2 separate regions of the Mus musculus genome follow, and region 2 is linked to region 1. A link is a contact called in public Hi-C data. All regions are on one chromosome and are shown on one strand. The core of a region is the stretch at or near the end of the contact, and the rest is flanking DNA. Distances in the headings are between cores, read along the strand shown. Region 1 has its middle 20 kb from the start of Cacybp. Region 2 overlaps Rabgap1l (RAB GTPase activating protein 1-like).

Region 1 (7,287 bases), core at 3,057-5,556:
CTCCAGCCCCTCAGTTGCTGACCTTACCTTCTTGTTTTTCTCCATCACTTATTGTAATCACATCTGTCTCCTCTAATGAATAATGACATAATGACTCTGTGTCCTCACTGCTTTTCTAGAATATTCCTTTTTAATATTTTTTTATTTTTTAGAATATTCTTTTAAACCCTTCTCTCTAGCTGAATGCTATGCATCCTGCATTAGTCCCTAAAGTTCTCTGGCTGGTAGCTCTTAGGTTTTGTCTATCCTACACCTCTGCCAGTGTGATCTAAATGCAGAACTGTCCTATGATTCCTAAATGATGCTTGTGTATGAACGTGTGTGTAACTTGCCTTACAGGAAAATTCCAAGTCTTTTTCCTTTGTACTTTTATATCAAAAGGACAGTTCAATTTTGTATACAATAACAGTTTCTCAATGAAACCATTTCTATGTGTTCAATGAAATTGTTTGGGTTTTATTTCCACAAAGATTTTAGTTCAAGACTTCAATCATGATGTATCACTACTCATATTGGTCAAACATACAAGTGGACCTATAACGTAGAAAGAATGGAAAATGCTAAGTAGAAAAAGAAATGAAAAGGCACATCAGACAGGGAAAAAAGTGACCCTAAAATTTTAGTATATTTAGGAAAAAAGACCACAAGCCTTTTCTTTTCTCTCTCTCTCTCTCTCTCTCTCTTTTTGGTTTTTGGTTTTTTGAAACAGGCTTTCTCTGTGTAGTCCTGACTGTCCTAGAACTCACTTTGTAGACCAGGCTGGCCTCGAACTCAGAAATCTGCCTGCCTCTGCCTCCCAAGTGCTGGGATTAAAGGCGTGTGCCACCACTGTCTGGCCAACAAGCTTTTTCTAAGAACCTCAATTAATGTTTTGTACCATGAAGTGAGAAAACCCCACTTAAACTGTAAGGACAGCTCCTGCTGTATCATCCCCCAAATTAACCTAAGTACTTACCTTACTTACTCTCTAAAATTATGACACATGCAATGTTCTATTCTGAAGAAAAACTTTGAAGATTAGAGAAGTTAAATTTTCAACCCCATTAAATGCTAATTTGACTAGGACACTCTCATATGTGAACCTGAATATGTTCAAATAGAAAGCTATCTGGCAAACTAACACTGTATTGGGTATTTGTAAGAATTTATTGTGGGCTGGTGAGATGTCTCAGCAGTTAAGAATATTGGTTGCTCTTCCAGAGGCCCATCTATGAAGGGATCTGATGTCCTCTTCTGGCATTTAGGTATGCATGCAGACACAACACTTCTACATTTAAAAAATGTATACAAAAATAAATTTAACAAAATTTGTCAAAAGGAAGATATTGTACATTGATTCTTATTGAGAATACCAATCCATTTGGTGTACTGTTATCTTTATTAGTTCTTCAGGAGTCCCATACGGCCTGTTTTGATCATATTCACTGCTCCCATTTCTCCTATTTCTAAGAAACAAGCAATGCCTTTTCTAAAATAAAGAAATGACATAAGGAGTTTTACCCACCAGGGGGCAGCATAAAAATAGCTGGAATACCTTTCCTCGAAAAACATTAAAAACCGGATTCCCGTTCAGTGTTTTTATGGGATTCATAAGTCTGAGAATAAGTGGGTTTCTAATTCTTATGCTTTCTCTTGGGTTCTTTTCCTTCTGTTTGTCTTGTCCAACTCCAATATGACAGTTTTTGTTTTCTCTTATATTTTACTATATTATATTTTATTATGAAAGTAAAAATTCTTTGCTGAATCAATTGTTTTTTCCAGTAGTGCTTGCTGTTGAAGAGACTGTCAGGATAATCCTGCAGAATCCAAATGGAAGCCAGTCTATTAGATCAACAGTCAGATGTGAGGTGCTGAACTTTCTTGAGTGGGTTCCCACCACCCAAGAAGACACAAGACTCAGGGCTTATATAGTCTCTCCTTTCCTACCACCTTGCCTGTGAAGTCCCATGTTAGCTATAGGAGCATAAATATCAGGAAAGACATGCCTGGGGCAGGAAAGAGGACTAAGACTCGCCCTAGTGTCTGAGTGCATTATACAAAGTGCGGAGAGGGGTCTCTGAGGATGGCTTCGGAAGAAATGACATCACGCGTCTTACCTTTACTGCTTCTAGCTCCTCCTTGCTGGCTGCTTGCTGTTTCTCCAGCCTGGTACTTAATTGAGAACATATCTAAAGACAGAGCAGAGTTTCTTTACTAGGAAACAGAATGAATGGTGACTTAACTGTTTATCAGTTCACAGAGCACACTAGCATGTCGGGTCCTAGGAGATGTTTTTGCAAGTGAGCAGCACTGCAAACAGTCATTTCTGAAATGAGGAGAAGGCCTGCAAGCTCCGTGTGGGAAGCCTGACCTAATCAGGAGAGACATTCAGCACAGAAGTGGGTTCTTGCTGTCACCAGCTTTCTGTGGCTAGCAATAATGAATTCAGAGCCTCTCCGCGGAACCACCTATTAAATCTCTATTGAGAGCTACTTCATACTATGAATTCAGTACAAAGAATTATAAACTAGCAACAATTCCCGCTGGGCCATAGAATTTCTCTTTTCAATCACAAAAGTTTCCTTAAGTATCATAGTGAATAAAGTGCTTCAGTTCCTTCATGACTAAGCAGTGCTAGGCTACAGTAATCAAATGAACACAATAGGTGTGCAGGGTGCAGAACTGAACAGCACCTGGCCAGTAGGAAACACATGTTTAATAAAAACCTATTTAATGATTGATTCTGACATAAGGTGTTGGTAAGTACTGAAACAAGTCAAAAGAAATGCTTTCTGGGGTGAAAATATTTAAAAAGTAGAATGTTAAATCTATTGTCTGAAATAAGAATCTTTTCTTTTACAAAAATGAATGAAAATAAATCTTAAACATATGAAACAAAATAGACACATGAATGAAAAGTAAGAGTTGTCAAATTTCAAAGTATACACTGGACTCGTGACATGTATAACCCACCTAGATTTATTTATTTTATGTATGTGCACATTTGCCTGGGTGTATGTGTGTGCCACATGTGTGCCTGGTGTCCACAGAACTAAAAAAAAAAAAAAAAAAAGCATTGGATCCCAGAGAGCTGGATCACAGATGTCTGTGAGCCACCATGTGGGCACTGGCAAGAGAACCCGGGTCTTTTTTGTAAGAGCAACAACTATTTCTAACTGACGAGCCTTCTCTCTAGCCCTGCCAAAAAAAAATAAAAAATAAAATAAAAACTTGTAGTTAATATATCAAAGAAATTAAGGGCTGCAGAGATGTTCAGTCCATAGTAGGGATTGCTGAGCAAGCGTCAAGGACCTGAGTTCAAAGCCTATGTTCAAAGCCTAGTGTGGCTGTGCACCTGGAATACACTGGCCACCTATTGCAAAATGTGTCAATTAAAATGTATTTGTCAGAAGAACGAAGACCAAAGTGTGGACACTTTACCCTTTCTTAGAAATGGGAACAAAACACCCATGGAAGGAGTTACAGAGACAAAATTTGGAGCTGTGATGAAAGGATGGACCATCTAGTGATTGCCATATGCAGGGATCCATCCCATAATCAGCTTCCAAATGCTGACACCATTGCATACACTAGCAAGATTTTGCTGAAAGGACCCAGATATAACTTGCTTTTGTGAGACTATGCCGGGGCCTAGCAAACACAGAAGTGGATGATCACAGTCAGCTACTGGATGGGTCACACGGCCTCCAATGCAGGAGCTAGAGAAATTACCCAGGGAGCTAAAGGGAACTGAAACCCTATAGGTGGAACAACAATATGAACTAACCAGTACCCGGGAACTCTTGTCTTTAGCTGCATATGTATCAAAAGATGGCCTCGTCGGCCATCACTGCAAAGAGAGGCCCATTGGACTTGCAAACTTTATATGCCCCAGTACAGGGGAACGCCAGGGCCAAAAAGGGGGAGTGGGTGGGTAGGGGATGGGGGGGTATGGGGGACCTTTGGGATAGCATTGAAAATGTAAACGAGGAAAATACCTAATAAAAAAATAAATTAAAAAAATGTATTTGCATGTAATGACAGGTTACAAGGGCTCACAGTCTTTATGTTCCCTGAGCTGATTTCCATCTAATTACCCCACAAACATCTCAGAATTAGTTTTGCCCTTTCTAGCAAAACCAACCAACCAACCCAAAGCAAACCCCATGTCTCTTCTGTTTTAACTATTACTATTTTGGCTTTAGAATCTACTTCTTCTCATTTTTAGTCTGATCTGTGTTCCTGTCTGGGGACCTCTGCCACTGGCTCCATATTCCTCACAACATCTAAACAGTGCCAATAGCACATCCACCAGCAGCTACTTCTACTCAAAACATCCTGTTTCAAACACAATATAAACCCCAACTCTTCAGCCCAGGACAGCCTGGGCCCCTGGGGGTTTTTGTTTCACTTCTGCATTTGAATCTCTTGCCAAATGAAATACTTTTCTGCTCACTCATCCCTCTTTCCACCATTTTCCATCTGGCTTTCCTCCAAATCCACACTCTGCCTTGCCCAGCCTTCAAAGTACAAGTCAAACCATAACATGTTCCTAGAAGGTTTCCTGCACTTGCTCTGGGAGCACACACACTGACAGACAAGGGATACTTCCTGGGTCCCTTGTAAAAGTATCTTTTATTCTGCTGAAATAACTGTCTCAGAGGCTTACTGCTTCAGTCTGCTAATTAGGGCCTATCCTGAAAGCTTCTAGCCTCTAAGCAATCTAATCTAGGTTTAGAATGTTTCAGCCTTGGATACTTACTGCTAAATAAGCTCACCCTTTCCTACTTCTTTCTGAACTCTGGCCGGTTGGTTCAACTCTGGCTTAAACTCCTCTCCAAGCTGACTGATTCAATCTCCCTCCTCCCCCTCTGCTTCTCCTGAATGAATCGCTCTGCTTGGTCTCAAACTAACATTAGCAATCTGTTCTAATCTTTTGGCTTCTCCTGTCTTCATGTGTGTCTCTTCAATTGTCTCTAAAACTCTCCCTGTAAAATTACCTCCTACTGTCCTTTCTCTCTCTGGACTGCTCTTTTACATAGCTTCCCTTTCCTCTCCCTCCTGAGAGCTGGGCATAGCCTATTCTGTCAAATCTTTCTCTGATTTGTCACTTTGTCTGCCACTCAACTAGAGATCATTTTTCAAACATGGGTGCTTCCTTCTACAAACTAACTTTATCATCACTGTTTGGGATTAAAGGTGTATGCTAAGGGCTGAGCCACACCACAACTAAAAACAGTGGTTTTTTTTTTTTTTCCAATAAGTAACACAATCACAGGTTCACAGTGTAATGAAATATTCTGCAATAGTTCCTTATGTCTATGTACAGGAATTACCCCCTCTCCATCCTAAAAGCAGCTAGAGGGTGGTGTGAAAGCAAGCATTTCTAATGCTAGCACTAGAGAGCTGAGGCAGAATTAAGGGTTTCAGGCGCCTCAAAACAACAACAAAAATATTTTTAAAAACACAACAAAAAATACTTTCTAGAGGAGAAAAAGTAGACCAATTCATTTTATGATTCCCATGAAGTATCAATCAAGCTTCACCACCAGAAAGCATTAAATAAACACAATGCTATCACAAAAGGTGGAAGGCAGCTCTGAAACCTCATTTTGAATACACACTGAATGAACAGGAGGGATATTTACACACACATACACACATCATGTATGTATGTATGTACACGTGTGTGTATGTACACATGTGTGTATTGTGTATGTGCATATGCATGTATGTGTATGCATGTCTATGTAAATATGTGTATATTTATGTGTGTTACATTTATACATTTATTACCATGGATCTACAGCCTCAGCCTTGAGATAGTTTTATGAAAAGATGTTCCTAATGTATAAATGGACTAAGACCTTCCTAAAAAAAAATAGAAATTACACAATTTATCCCTTTTAAATTTTATTTATATAGTATTTGTTTATATAACGATGTAAACACAATACAATCCTTATCTCTAGTTAGTATAATTAAGGGAGGTTTGTTTTATATTTTTCTGCATGTAACCAATTTTTTACAAAACATTTCACTTGTATGCATAAAAACACTTTATAAAACATGCACATGTGAGATGCCAATGTCCTTTCTACGCTGATGTTGATGTTCCAAGGAAACTCTCTGATCAGAAAATAGCACATAGCACTGTCAATTCTGAAAGCCTAGAACATAAATAAGTATTCCACTCAGAGTCTTCTTAGGATGAGGGGTCCTTGCCATCTCCAGCTACCAACAAGAAGGACACGAAGACAGAGGACAGAGCAGGACCTGGAGTGAAGGCTTTCTAGGACCACCCTGCTGATGGAGCTAGGAACACCTTCAGGTGCAGACAGCTCTCTAGTAAAGAAGCATTCTAAAGTCCACAGACAGCCAGGCGTGGTGGCGCACGCCTTTAATCCCAGCACTCGGGAGGCAGAGGCAGGCGGATTTCTGTGTTTGAGGCCAGCCTGGTCTACAGAGTGAGTTCCAGGACAGCCAGGGCTACACAGAGAAACCCTGTCTCGAAAAACCAAAAAAAAAAAAAAAAAAAAAATCCACAGACAATTTTTGGCCAGTACTGGTTTGCAGTGGGCAAGTCTACATAACCAGCCTTGGGGGACCATGAGAGCTGATCAAAACATTCTCCCCTAGCCACTGCCCATTCAATATCGTGTCTAGGCTCTGAAAAGAGGCAAATGTTAGCAGAGTGACCTACTAGAAAAGAGTCTCAATGGGACTGTTTCCAATCCCATAGGAGCTGCACAACGCTAAAATACCCCAACAGTGTGTACTCGTCAACTAAGTGACAAGTTATCTGCCTATTCCAGAGTAGAGAATAAGTAAGACGCTGTTCTTCATAAATCTAGAAATCATCTCTGAAAACACAAACAAACAAAATACCATAAGTAAAAGTAATTGCTTTTATAGAAAAAAATTAAAAGCCCACAGTGTCACATTACCTGTTTATACTCAGCAATGATAGCTGTTGTCTTCTTTATCTCATATTCTGCCTTTTCTAACTGTTTCCTGAAGACTTCTTTTAGCTTAAAAAAAAAATAAGGCCAGTCAAACTTGGTATTTTTTTTATGATTTTTAAATTTGTGTATGTGGGTACGTATGCATGTGTGCCAGCAAAGGTCAGGAGAGGGTGTTGGAGTCCCTAGACTTAAGAGTTGCAGCTGGTTGTAAATCTCCCTTTGGATGCTGGGAACTCTGGTCCTCTGTAAGAGCAGCAAGTGCTCTTATCTGCTGAGCCATGTCTCTAGACCTTCAATCAAAATGTTAATCAATGTCCATAAATATCTATATTCAAGTTTTCTT
Region 2 (7,287 bases), core at 1,988-4,487, 140 kb after region 1:
TGGTTCTAAAAATAACAACAACAATAACAACCCCCAAACCAAAATTCTATCACCTACAGCCATGTGACTGAAGTGCTAGAGGTTGTGAAGTAAGTAAGCATGGAAAGACAAATATCATGTGTCCTCATGTACATGTAAAAGCCAAGATGATCTTTTCAAAAACGTTGTGAATAGAACAGTGGTACCAAAGCTAGGTTTGGTGTCATATGCATGCCCGTAACTCCAGCACTTGGGATGTGGAGCCAGCTGGATTACGAATTTAAGGATAGCAGTGTGGGCTTCATAAACACACACACATACACAAATAAAATAAAATCTGTTCTTTCTTTCTAATAATATTTTTATTCACTTTGCATCCTGATTGCAGCCCCCTCCTCTTCTCTCTGTTTCCCCCTTACAGGTCCCTCCCCCATTGCTCCCTCCTCTTCTTCTTAGAGAAAGGGAACCCCCTTGGGTACCAACCCACCCTGGGACATCTAGTCCCAGTCAGGACTAGGCACATCCTCTTCCGCTGAGGCCCAACCAGGCAGGTCAGGTTGGGGGAGAAGGATGCAATGGTAGGAGACAGAGGAAAACCTGTTCTCCAAGTACTTAAGCGGCGGCCACCTACAATTTCTTTGAGTTCAGGGTTCCCATAAACATGCGAATACTAACAAGTTCATGTTTTTATCCTGTTAATGTCAATTGGGCATTTTCCCCCAAACGACCCAGTGAATTTCCCTACGATTGCCAACATCAGTCAGTGTTACCACCATAGCACCCTTGGCTATGGTTTGGTCAACCTGTTACGGTTTATGCGCTGAAGCTTAGTCTCCAGCCAGCCCTGAAGTTGTTAAGAGGTGAGACTTAACAGGGTCCTGCACTCCAGTCTCAGGAAGATTAAAACTGCTCTTGTGGAGTGAGTTGTGGCTGCAGTAGAGCAGTGGCTCCTGCCAGAATGGGCTGTTAGGATGGGTACTCACTTGCCTTTGCTCACTTTCTCTTAGCTGTGTTCCTTCTTCACCTGGCTTGTCCTCTTTCTACATTTCTGCTATGTTGTGACACAGCCAGGTCACCCTCTCCAGAATGTGTTCATTATGTTCTTTGAACCCTTCAGCTATCATGACTATAAAATAATCCTATTTTCAAATTATTCAGCCTTAGATATTGTGTTTCAGTGGCATAGACTAGAATATATTCATCCCTCACTTTCCTTCAGCATTCCAAACCATCTACACGTCTTGAAAAATTCAAAGTTTCAAAAAGAATCTCTGAGTCTGCCCTCTTTCTCCATATACACATGGACTACCTTAGTGCAAGCCAGCCCTCTTTTCTGTATGGTGCACTGAAATAATACCTTAACTAGAGTCCATGTGTCTATGGTCATGCCCTTCAATCTACATCTTATACGCCAACATTCCTTAATCAAAATGATGTTCTAAAACCTAAAGAATTTACAATGGTATCCTGTTGAATTCCAATGTACACATCATCCTTTGCTTATATGTTCTTACTAACTTGGCTTCTGACCATAATTCTTCCCTCTCTAAGTCTCACTAGGTCACTAAATTCTAGCCACATTGGCCTTTTTGTACATACAAAGCTTCTCCCACCTCAGAGCTTGGTACTTATTATTGCCTTGGTCTTTAGAGTACCATTCAGCTTCTATGCTTCTCTTACTGATTGGAGGATATAAATCCAGTATTTTCTTGTATTAGTTTAAGATACCCATCACTAGCCTGTTCTTTCTTATATATTATCTCTCTGCCTATGTAATCCTGGACTGTCACTGCAGGTCTCAGGAGAAAGAAGAGATAAGGTTTTAAACCATTCCTGACAAGATAATGGAAGGGAAGAACATATATGTAAGTTTCTAGCCTTAGCAGATTCCACTTGTTCAATTATTTTACTTTTAGAGTATAATAATTTTACATGGCCTCTGAACTTTATTATTTTAGCAAGCAAGAATCAACTATAATGATCCCTTGACATTTATACATTTGGTATTTATTGCTCTATTCTTCCTCAGAGACTCCTTCATGGGGAAACAGCACAGTACACTGTGGGCTTACTCTGGAATGAACTGAATGACTTTTTTGTAGCAGATGGTGAATAGGCTTCAATCACAGCTTCTGTCCTTCACAATTACTAAATGTTCTTATAGCAAGGCAGTTACTTTGTTTTAATTCCATAAACAAACTCAGTAAGAAGGTCATAGTAGTATATAAACAAAAACAGAAGACCTGGAAGCATTTGAAGTGTATCCTTCTCGATTGTTGCTTTTCTCCCTGGATACAGGGTCACACAACTAAATACTAAATTCACTGATAACCCAATTAAGTACAGCGATTCCTTGTGAATATAATAACTGATACCAAAGAGAACACTTCCCCAAAAGCTATTATTACCATATAAGCATCATAAATAAGGACTAGCCATGAAAAATGAAAAGACCATTTTAGAAATGGAAATAGTTGAGTCACTCTGGTTTTGGTACAGAACAGAAAGGTTTCTAAATTAAAAGTTACCATAATGTTGCTGTTTAAAGTGTTCTGCGAGCTTTGGATTATTCATGCTATATAACTGTCAGTAAGTTTAGGAAAGAGAAGGAAATTCGCCACACAGAAAACTTAGAATCAACTCTTGGACCAAGAAAATAAGAGAGGAACAGAGAACTTGAGAGTTTTTGTAGTCTGGATCAGCAATGTTTCTTCAGAGCCGACTTGTAGTTGTCTATATAGAATAAAATATCAAGTCAAGATTTCTGTAATTATCCTTCTAATTCCTTTACTGAAATTGTTGATTTTTCTTTGGTAGTTGAATGATAAAACAAGGGCAAGACTTAATTCTTAGTGAAGAAATCACTGAGACAGAAATAATGTACTTAGAAATATTGTTGTAACAGATTTTCAATCTCCAAAATACAAAACAAACAAACAAAAACCCACAGAAATATCTGAAGAGCTTATTGTAGACAATGAGAACACAATGGGTCACATCTGAAATATATCACCTTTCATCATTTCGTGATGAAGGAAGAGTCACTTATAATTTAAAGATTAAGAAGAAATGGTTGGTGGCTTGCTTTCCAATGGCGAATTTTAAAAATAGCCAGATCAATCAATCAGTAAAGAGTGTGCAGAACTGCCCAGGCAGCAGGGCAGAATTTTAAAAGGAATTTAGACATGTATGAGTGCTATGATTTGTAATATTCAAATCAGTTCTCCTAAGACAGTAATCTGGGAAAGATGCTATGAGTAAGCAAGATTTAGCACTGCAAAGACATGTCAGGATATGTGTCTAGTCTGAGAACACAGCTAGAGTATTTCCAGCACATATAAGTTCTGAGTTGATCCCCAGTACCACTTACAGCAGGTATGGTGGTGAATCAGAAATTCAAGGTCATCTTCAGCTATGTATGAAGTTGGAGGCTAGCCTTGGGCAAGTAAGAACCTGTCTTAAAAACAATACACCATAGAGGCCAACCTCCTTCCTGGCCTCAGTCTGTTCTGATTTCTAGCCAGTTTGCCCTCTCTGCTCTCTCAGCAGAGTAGTCAGGAGGCCCCACCTGGCAAGAATTCATCTTTCTTCTTTCCTCCTCTCCCCTGTGTTCTTCATCTAGCATAGTGTTAGGCTGGACCCCTGTTCACCTCTGCTCAAGCTGGGAAACCCCAACTGCCCTTCTTCCCCCAACCCCTCTTGCACAGAAAAACAGAACAAAGGACTGGCTCTTAGAGCCCAGTACTCCATTCTTGGCAGCTGTCCCAACCTCCTCCCCTGATGCTGCCAGCCACCCAGATCCCCACCGAAGTGCTCAGCTCTTGACCATACTTGGGCACAGTCCCAGCTCCTGGCTGACACATCATCACCCCTCAACTAAGATCTTTTATAAAACTTCCCCCATCCCTAGGCCAGATGTGTGAAGTGACTTCCTCAGTCTCTTTCTCTGGGACTGATGAACAGGTCTGGGAGCATTGCCTAATAAACCTGCCTTTGTATCCTTTTAATATGGTCTAATCAGGCCTTCATCAGCATCACCCAGAGAGAGCAAATGCCTACCACATAGTATCTACTGCTACTCCTGGTATCAGGGGCTGAATAGAACACTCTTCTTCACAGGGTCCTCTAAGCTACTCTCTTCTTGGTCTCAGATTGTTAGCTCTCTTCTTCCTCAAATTTTTTCTACTGAAGTCACATGGCATTTGAGTTGGACATTTTTTTTTCCCTGAGACAGGGTTTCTCTGTGTAGCCCTGGCTGTCCTGGAACTCACTTTGTAGACCAGGCTGGCCTCGAACTCAGATACCCACCTGCCTCTGCCTCCCAAGTGCTGGGATTAAAGGCGTGCACCACCATTACCAGTCTTGGGCATAATTTTTATGTGTTTTTATTTCATTTCTTTTCTTATTATCTATATCTGTCTATCTATCAGTCTATCTATCTATCTATCTATCTAGTATTTATTTATTTATTTATTTATTTATTTATTTTTGAGACAGTGACTCACTATGTAGCTCTGGTTGGCTTTGAACTCACTATGTAGAGAGACTGACCTCAAATTCACAGAGATCCACCTCTCTCTGCTTTCAAGTGCAAGTTAAAACCATGTGCTTTATTTCTTTCTCCATTCACTGAAGTTTGTGAAAGGTCAGGCCAAGAGCTGGGGTGTATAGTCTTTTCTTTAGCTGGGATACTCACCTGGCAGAACAGTTATGAGTGGTAAACACTCTGGCTGTAGTTGTTAAGGTCACAACTTGTCTTGTCTGCAGTGGTCAGGCTGAAATTGCCTTTTAGTGAATTTCATGAAAGGAACCTGACTTTTGTAAATTCTGAACTTTCCCTCAATTGCTCAACTATCTCTTGCCCACATCTGTGGAGTGTGCTATTTCCTACTCATGTTAAGCATTCAGTTCTATCAGAATCTGGTTAAAGACACTTTGGTGAGTAATCCAGTGGTTTTCATTGCTGGCTATAGCATAGCTCCAAGTCCCAGGCAGTTGTTCTTAACTAGAACTTTAATGTAATCTGTGGCTCCTTAGTCTCAGGACTCTAAGCCTTGTAGACCATTCCATTGTTTCCAACACAGACATCCAAGTTACCTACACTCCATGACTTTGAAGTAACTAAATGGAGCCTTGGAATGTCTCCACTGGAGGAAGTGACTGTGTGGGATGAAGCTGGGATGACTGTATACTGAATGGTCATTGCAGTAGACGATGACAGATTATAATTATTCTCTATGAAAATGTGTTCTTCCTGCTGTACAGATTAGAACTGTAACAGGACATATGAATATTGAAGTACAGACTATATTTCCCAGTTTCCCCACAGTTGTGTGGCCATCAACAAAACTTTTGCCCAAGTAATATAAATAAAAGTGTAATATGGGGGGCTGGTGAGATGGCTCAGTGGGTACTGACTGCTCTTCTAAAGGTCATGAGTTCAAATCCCAGCAACCACATGGTGGCTCACAACTACCCGTATTGAGATCTGATGCCTTCTTCTGGTACATCTGGGGACAGCTACAGTGTACTTATTTATAATAATAAATAAATCTTTTTAAAAAGTGTAATATGTAATTTATTTGCTTAAACAGAAACTGCCTGTTCTCCACTACCTCTTCCTGTGACTGAGAAGTGGATGTGGGGGATGACCTAGCTTTAACATGCACATGAAGCCAATGCCTTAGTGGGCTGTGGAAGAAAACCATTCATAGAGCTGGAGTCTGAAAGAGGGCAGGGAGCTGGTACAACCACTTTTTAGGCAAAGCCTTTGCACTGGGCTCTGGGAGAGAGCATGCTATCTATTAAACCACCTTTTTATAGTTCCTCTTTCATATACCTTTATATTTAAAATTTTATATTTAAACTAAATGTATATATATACCTGTTACAGATAGCTGGTGATTGGGTGGAGAAAGAGGGGAAGGTGGAGCTGAAGGTTTTGGGAGAGAGAGGACTTCAGAGGAGGAGAAAATGCAAAGTGGAGTAGAAGCGCCTGGCCTGGAGAAACTGCAAGTTATAAGGGGACTCTTATATGGGGAAGATGGTACTGTAGTGGTAGATCTGCCCAGTCTAGGCACACAGCATGTATTCATATTAATTGAGTTGTGTTTTCATTGCCAGGGCTTACTTGGGTTGGAGATTTACCACAACATATACCTCCCAAATTTATAAATGCTAAAAATGGAGGATTTTATTCTAAATTTATTTAACTTTCCCCAAACTAAATTCTTACAGTTCAAGGAAAGCAAGAATGGAGAAACAGCAAGCCAGAGTTCTGGTTGCTATATTTCTAGTAAAACTTAAGCCTTTTCTCAACATGCACAAACCAAGTATCAGATAAATTTATGTTTCAGTTACATTTTCTCTGACTGGTTACACCATTGTGATGACAGCAATTGATTTTCAAAGTGAGTCATCAAATTGTCAACATCCTAATGAACAAAATTAGTCTGTTTCATGCTGAAAGCAGTGCTAGAAACTCGCACAGATAAAGTGTTACGCAAACGTATGAACAGTGACAGCCTCTGACTAAAGTCCTCTGAGAGCTGATGAGCTCACACACAGTGACAGGGCACAGGAAGGACCGGACAAGCCAAGTGTGACTACAGCATCCATGCCACTCAAGAAGGACTTCATACGTCGGAGAGATGGAGAAAGGACACTGGCTTAGCTTAACTTAGCGATCAAGCATCACTCCAGCCAGCCAAGAGCAGAGAGTATTTTAATTTTATGATCCTTTGTGCCAGTGAGTTCAGCAGGCTGAATTCAATTATTTGTTCATATAATGGCTCTGGGTTTCTCTATCTCTATCCTAGTCAACCAGAGACATTTTTTTTAATTGGGGCAATCTTATATGTATAGCCTTTAAATAATTTCACTAGAAGCTTTCTTTTCACTGTCATATAAAAGCAACACTTGTGAAACAGGTTGATTTTACTACAGTCTCAGAATTTCCTGCTGTACAAGATGAAAAGGCAGAGAATTTTGACTGAGAGTTACTAGGTGTATCATGTGAGACATAAAGTCTCTTTTTTTATAGAGTATCTGTAAGATTTAAAACATGCACACACACCATAGCTTAAGGTTGCAAACACTAGCTCCACAGGAAGACAGACGCAACTGTGGTTCTGTTGTATAACTTGCCTAGATGGACCTATGCCTTGAGCCAGTTGAGACCATACACTAACTCATGAAACTCCACTCCAACAGTACTAAGACTGCTAGAATCAAGGGCTAGCTATTATTCTATGCGAAAGGCACAAGCACTGCCATCATACATACTAAGTACCTGAAACAGTCAAGGGT

The links. A called contact is a pair of places that touch in the nucleus more often than the background predicts.
Region 2: a contact with region 1 is called in a Hi-C map of the C2C12 cell line, with 7 times the contacts expected there. The contact joins two enhancer-like sites. A contact is called at or near these places in 1 of 39 promoter capture datasets (the 3T3-L1 cell line), 8 of 15 datasets of contacts at CTCF or cohesin (CD8 T cells, the G1E-ER4 cell line, the NIH/3T3 cell line and 4 more), 197 of 484 Hi-C or Micro-C datasets (the 3T3-L1 cell line, 3T3-L1-derived adipocytes, the 63-12 cell line and 108 more), 30 of 115 datasets of contacts at active chromatin or transcription factors (the 230-238 cell line, CD4 single positive thymocytes, CD8 T cells and 23 more) and 6 of 9 other capture datasets (adipose tissue, embryonic stem cells, embryonic tail and 3 more).

What each region holds. Positions count from the first base shown.
Region 1 is chr1:160,229,700-160,236,986 of GRCm38.p6, forward strand. It overlaps a transcript of Rabgap1l not described here. Among named protein-coding and RNA genes, the nearest start is that of Cacybp, 20 kb to the left of the region's middle. Within about 2 kb of position 4,307, at least 109 of the 459 cell types and tissues checked have an H3K27ac peak or open chromatin away from gene starts, as enhancers often do. A contact at or near this core is called in the BV-2 cell line, the C2C12 cell line, the C3H10T1/2 cell line and 6 more, where this site is marked.
Region 2 is chr1:160,367,009-160,374,295 of GRCm38.p6, forward strand. The region is part of intron 18 of Rabgap1l (RAB GTPase activating protein 1-like); the gene reads right to left. Among named protein-coding and RNA genes, the nearest start is that of Mir1927, 75 kb to the left of the region's middle. Within about 2 kb of position 3,238, at least 57 of the 459 cell types and tissues checked have an H3K27ac peak or open chromatin away from gene starts, as enhancers often do. A contact at or near this core is called in the BV-2 cell line, the C2C12 cell line, the C3H10T1/2 cell line and 6 more, where this site is marked.